Regions from separate parts of the Zea mays genome. Here region 2 is linked to region 1. A link is a contact called in public Hi-C data. All regions are on one chromosome and are shown on one strand. Each heading gives the region's core, a stretch centred on a gene start, on an enhancer-like site or on the middle of the called end of the contact. The rest is flanking DNA. Distances are from core to core; before and after follow the strand shown.

Region 1 (3,214 bases), core at 209-2,708:
GATTAGAGGAGTCTAGGTCGGCCGGCCCGAGCCTAGACACCACCTAGGATCTCTCCTCCCCGACGGGGTCCCTCCCGGGAGTGAGATCCAGGCGCCGTCGGCGGTCTTCCGCCGCCCCTGCGCACGCGCGGACCGTCCGGCCCTAGGGCGCGGACCGTCCGGCCGTCAGGCAGGGAACTCGGGCTCCTGCACCAGGTCGCGGACCGTCCGGCCCTGTGCCGCGGACCGTCCGCGCCTGACCAGAAAGCACCGCCGCCTCGCACCAGGCCGCGGACCATCCGGCCCCCGCGCGCGGACCGTCCGCCCCTGTGCAGAGAGCACCGCCGCTGGTTCTCTTGAGTAATTGGCGCCTCCAAAAAGGCGTCAACACTGCCCTTATTAAAAATCGGCACGAGGCCCTCATTCTTAGCTGTTATCACGCAGGGACGATGGACAGCCTGCAACAGCTGCTGCACATCCCTTGGATAGAGGACATGAAAAAGCTGACTAAAATAATTAGTCATACACATTTTCTCCTCCTCATCCTCTCCCTCGACTCCAACCCCCACTCCACCGCTTTGGCACTAAAAAGGTAGTAGAAAAAATAGTCACGGACCATGAGCTGTATCAAGATAGGTACTCCCCCGTTTAACTTTATAATTTATAAGTTATCTTAATTGTATCTCCTGTATGTTTTATAATAAAATCTATTATCCCTATCCTAAATAGTTGTGTTTTTTATTTTTACTTTTTAAGAAGTTGACTATTTTTAGCTTGGAACAAATATATACAAAAAACATTCATATTTGTAGTATATAATTAGTACTGTTAGGTAGATATTTGAACCCATTTTTATTATAAACTTATTTGAAGGCATAAATATTATTAGTATTCTTATAAATCTAACCAAGAAAGTTTGATCAACACGAGTATAAAGTGCGTTTGGTTGCGCACGGGAGAAGAATGGAGCGGTTCCATTCTATTTTATGTATGATTGATTCCTAACAAAAGAGCGGAGTGACTTCTGGAGTCTCATATGAAAAATTATCATAAATAATTTGAATGCTTTCACTTCACCAAAATGATCGGATACGTGCATTTTTCTGGACGCAAGCAATCTCCTCTCCACTACATTCATATGGTTCTCCAACCAAACAAAACACGAAACAACTTTACTCTACTTTACTCTTTAACTAAATAAAAAAATAGAGTGATTATGTTTCGTTTACCAAACGTGGATTAGAATAGTTTCATTCTTAAAAAGCTAGAATAAAGCTATTACATTCAAGTTTACTCTCCAACCAATCATATATTCATATATGGTGGGAGTTAATCTATTTTCCGTGAAAAGCTAAAATCAGCCAGAATTTGGGAGTAACAAATTGTTTAAGGAATATCCTCGTCACGGCCCACGAAACGACTCTCCACTCGCACACGCCATCACTCCCACCAGATAGCCACCAACCGATTCGTCGGCCCACATTTCAGAGCGACGAGTACACGCCGCACCACGTCAGGAAGATAAAATAAAGATCCCACGAGGAGAATCAAGATGCGTCCCTATCGGAATCTGGACCTTTGCCCACCCACTGCCACTAATCCTTCCTACCCTTGCGTGCTTAATCCTTCTTCCATTGCCTTATCTCTCCTTCCTCAGTTTAATCACCAGACGGCCAGCCCTAGCGAGCTCATATTCCGCTCCTGGTTGTCCGTCCATGGCCGCGTCGCTGCTTCGCCGTGGCGCCGTCACCAGCCGCCGGCGATGCCCGGTGGAGATGCTGCGGCGGCTGGTCTCGTCCGAGGCGGCGGCTGATCGGGCACCGTCGCGGCCGCCGCCGGAGATGCCGCCGTTCGACTACCGGCCCCGCCCATATGCCGGGCTGGGTGGCGCCGAGATCTTCGAGAAGAGGAAGGCGGTGCTCGGCCCGTCTCTCTTCCATTACTACCAGAAGCCGGTATACCCTCGGAGTGTTGATCTTAATTAGATCCGTCTCACTCGCTGCTCGTCTTTGTTATCCGTGCGATGAAATAAGATTAGTGTTCCAAAAAGGTGGGGTTCAGTGAACATGTGTTTTTGACCTTCATCACAAAGCAGCGTCTTCTTTGGCGCGACACCAATTTGCTAGGAGAATATTTTTTTATGCGTTTTGCATATGGTGGTTTAGATTCACCGTGTATGTTTCGGGTGAAACTGGACAGCTGGTCATGCTAAATAATCATTGTTGCACAACCACACCGTGTAGTCTTATTCTATAAAAACTTGAAACAGTGACAGAATGACGTTGGCATGCTGTCTGTCTAAACAATTTGCTATTCAATTGTGTTCACAGCTCAACATTGTGGAGGGGAAGATGCAGTACCTGTATGACGAGCATGGAAAGAGATATCTCGATTGCTTTGGGGGCATCGTGACAGTGTCGTGTGGCCACTGCCATCCGGATATTGTGAATGCTGTGGTGGAGCAGACCAAGTTGCTCCAGCACACAACCACCATTTACTTGCACCACACTATTGTAGAGTTTGCAGAGGCACTCACCTCCAAAATGCCTGGCAATCTCAAGGTAAAAGTAATGTCTGTCTGGGTGCAGTCATAACACGCACCATTTCATTTATGTTTTTGGATCCTGCAGGTTGCGTATTTTGTGAATTCTGGGACCGAAGCGAATGAGTTGGCAATGTTGATGGCCCGGCTGTATAGTGGGAATCTCAGTATGGTTGCGCTCAGAAATGCATATCATGGCGGAAGTGCCGGTACGATTGGATTGACTGGTATGCAGACGTGGAAATACCCAATTCCTCAGGTATGTGTACAGTGTATTGCGCTTTCATCAAATTATTTGACTGGTTATGTTTTCAAAGTCACATGTTTGCTGCAGTAGATTCTTAGTTATCAATAATTATCTCCGTTCTACCCAGCAAAAATGTATCCATTTCTTTATTACATCTATCATAGCCTCATAAGAATTTTTGCAGGGTGAAATACATCATGTCATGAACCCTGATCCTTATCGGGGGACTTTCGGGTCTGATGCTGCAGCTTATGCTAAGGAAGTCGAAGAACACATAACTTATGGAAGTTCAGGAAGGGTTGCAGGCTTCATTGCAGAAACATTCCAAGTATAAACTTTGAACAGACCATTTATAAAATGCTAGAACTAATTGAAATAATATGTATCTTTTGTTTATAAACCCAATTCAAAATAACTTATCCTTGTCGCAATCTTGTTGATACACC
Region 2 (3,214 bases), core at 365-2,864, 380 kb after region 1:
ATGTTAAAAAGCGATGCAGGAGATGAGGTTTGAACCCACACCCTGATGGAAGAAGGGTGAGAGACACTGGACGAAGTTGTCTAACCAGTAGAACATCATACTCAGATGTTTATAATATTGAATATAAATTGTAGATATGTATATATGATTTTTTGTAAAATAAAAAAAATCGTGTCGGGCCGGACCAGCACTACGGGTCGAGGCTACGACCCAAGCACTGCACAACGCTCGTGCCGGGTTGGCCCAGACACTATTAAATGGGTCGTGCCTTGGGCGGCTCGCCAGATACGACCCATTTGACCATTTATACCTCAGCACGATAATGATGGTCATTGCCTCAGTTGCCACCATCTCATTCGTCATTCTACTTTTTTCTTTTCCCCTCATGCCTCCAACTCCGCGCCACCCCATTCTCGGCAGAGGGCGTAGGAGCATGCGCCTCCTACCCGTATTCGTTCGACATCAGCCCCGACACCGACTTGCGCAGTGGCTATTGCACGTCCACGAGGACGTTTCATATCATGCGCGCACCATCGTTTTTGCCGTCGTCGGACGTCTGTTTGTCTTCCCGGCCTTTGTCATGTTCTTCCTCCCCAACCTACTGCCCCCGCCCACGGTCGTAGTCGCGAGTCGACTGACGCTCGTCGACGCTGGTACGACGCGAGTCGGTCATGCTCCTGGCCTTTCTCCGTGCGTGCCGTCGAGGAGGACATGGTGGCGCCTGCCACGCTTAGGTTATCTTGGCGATGAGGAGTCCAGGTCTAAGATATTGGACAACCAAGACCCATAGCGTGACAACAGTCGACATATTCTACGAAGTTGGTGGTGGTGGTTTTTCGCTCCGCGTTTAGGGCTGGCAAGACACTCGCATTATCTCGCCTTTCTCGGATTGACGCCTGGTGCAGGTGCCTCTTGATTTGGAGTTGCTCCGGCTGGGCTTCTTTCTCCGCGTGCGTGCTCTCTCCCTATATAGCTATGTCGTCTCCAGATGCTCAGGTCTTCGTCGTGTCCTTCTCCGACAACGAACAGGTATGTCTGCCTCTTTCCCTTTCCCTTATGTTCTACGAAACCTTGGAAATGGGGTTGCGAGGGATGGAGGTCTCTGATTTGTTGACTATGGTACCCGTACGTTCATAAAAATATTATGCAAAGAGTGGAGACAATCAATAAAAAAATTTGAGAACTTTTTATGGATAATTTACGTAGGTATTGTTGTGAGCCGTCGCAACGCACGGATAACTAACTAATAAAAATTAGATTTTCAGTTTCTTAAAAATCAGTAAACTCACCTCTCCTAACTATAGAAGATAAAAACTGGTTTCTCATGCTGTAAGAGCATCTCCAAGAGCTCTCCATAAAACGACTCCTCAAAATCAGTTTTAAGGGACATCTAAATAATAAGTGGGGGTAAATTTTAATCCTTTCTCCAACAGATCCCTTAAAGCAGCAGTTTGTTTCTGGAGAGCCCAAAAAACCCCTCATTTGTAGCTACAAATGAGGGAGTTTTAAGGGCTATGAAAAAGTTGGGGACACTTTAGGGAAACTGTTGGAGACATGTTTTTGTGTTTTTCCCAAAAAAATAGATTTAGGGGAGACTTTAGGGGAGCTTTTGGAGATGCTCTAAGATTGCATCAGCGAGCACAAATCGAACCGTGGTCGTACACGGGCCTGTTTGCAGCAGCAAGCGTTCAAGAAATCAAGCGGCCGCCTCGTCCCCTCCGCGCCCGGCGCCTCCGACGCCCAAGCAGCGTGACCGTGGAAGGGACGAAGAAGAGCACCCTCAAGCGGCCGCACTAATCCCAAACCGGCCTCCGACCCCCAAGCAGCCTCACGCTGCTCGATGGCGGCGCCGTATCACCAGCCTACGAGCCTGGAGGAGGTCCGCACTCTGTGGATCGGCGACCTCCAGTACTGGACCGACGAGAACTACCTCTACAGCTGCTTCGCTCACACCGGGGAGGTAGGCGACGTCCTTCGATCTGTGCCCCCCCAAAACCATGCCTTGCGCGCCGATTAGGCAGATGTTTCTTGCTAGGGTTCGTTTGGTGCCGGTGCACCGTCCAAATTCGGTGATTTTAAGCTGGGTTTATTGGTCTCAATGTTTGATTGAGCGGTTGCGTTGCTGGGAATTGGGTGAATTCATGCGAGTTAGTACTTCAAAGTAGCTCTCGCTGATGCATCAAGGTCGACTTGCCCACGTGTGGTGGACTACTCGCTGCTATTCTTCCGGCTTTAGGGTAGATACATAGATTGGCAACCGTGCCCTTACGCGTGTCCTTTTGGTTTCTGAGCAATACAACGGTTTCATGGTCCTAGGGTTGTGGTTTGTGGAACCAGCCTCTTGGTTTTGAAAAACTGACCCAAACAATTGTGAATTGAAGCGGTCTCATGCTTCCTCTTGCATCAATGGATGGTCCTCTAGTGAAAGTAACCTCTTGCTTCAATGGATGGTCCTCTAGTGAAAGTAGCCACACGGTTGTCCATGAATATTGTCCAGGCATATTTGGGTGTAAAATACTTAACTAACTTGAAGTACAAGTGTGTGCTATTGTTCGACAGATAAAATTACCTGAGAAGTGAAGGTATCCAGTATCCACATAGGCCTTTTGGAATATGTTGTCGCAATATCAGTTGTAGTTTTTTTTTTTTTGCATGTAGGTGAGTGTAATGCTATATAGACCTATTTTATCTGTATCAATGAGTCTTCTAGGGATATTGTAGTAAAGCACTGCGCTGTTTTGGTCTTGTTTGAAGCAGCATTGGTAGGATACTATTGTGAACTTACATTACTCATAGTTTGATAGTTTCTGAAAATTAAGAAAAAATTATTTAAGTATCGGGTACTTCAGCACATAAAAAGTTGTGTGAAACTTATTACTTGACAGCTGTTTGAGTTTATACAGAAATCATTTTGTAGCTGCATGTCTGATCTGTGATTGGGTTGCCTCATTTTTTTGGGGGGAGGGGACACTGAGCTGATGATCGAAGTATGTTTTTTAGAATATATTTTTTTCTACTTTTCTTGAATATCAAAACTACTACTATACCTTTAAGCATAGATTGTGTTGTAGAGTTTGTTGAGCGCTTTGCACTGGAGAGTACATTTTGAACTCATTGTGTTAAGACCTTTATTTCCTGGAAGTGCAGGTACAATCTGTTAAAATAATACGCAACAAAGTAACAAGCCTTCCTGAGGGTTATGGGTTTATAGAGT

What was found. A called contact is a pair of places that touch in the nucleus more often than the background predicts.
Region 2: a Hi-C map of ear shows a contact between it and region 1, with 2.2 times the contacts expected there. The contact joins the promoter of LOC100285821 here to the promoter of LOC103631778 in region 1. A contact is called at or near these places in 2 of 25 Hi-C or Micro-C datasets (ear and tassel).

Annotation. Positions count from the first base shown.
Region 1 is chr1:15,476,040-15,479,253 of Zm-B73-REFERENCE-NAM-5.0, forward strand. LOC103631778 (alanine--glyoxylate aminotransferase 2 homolog 1, mitochondrial) reads left to right here and starts at 1,459. Exons shown (of 9, transcript XM_008653260.3): 1 at 1,459-1,934; 2 at 2,310-2,540; 3 at 2,610-2,780; 4 at 2,953-3,096. The coding sequence starts at 1,695.
Region 2 is chr1:15,855,289-15,858,502 of Zm-B73-REFERENCE-NAM-5.0, forward strand. It overlaps LOC100285821, which reads left to right and starts at 1,615. Exons shown (of 8, transcript NM_001158711.2): 1 at 1,615-1,960; 2 at 3,148-3,214. The coding sequence starts at 1,841.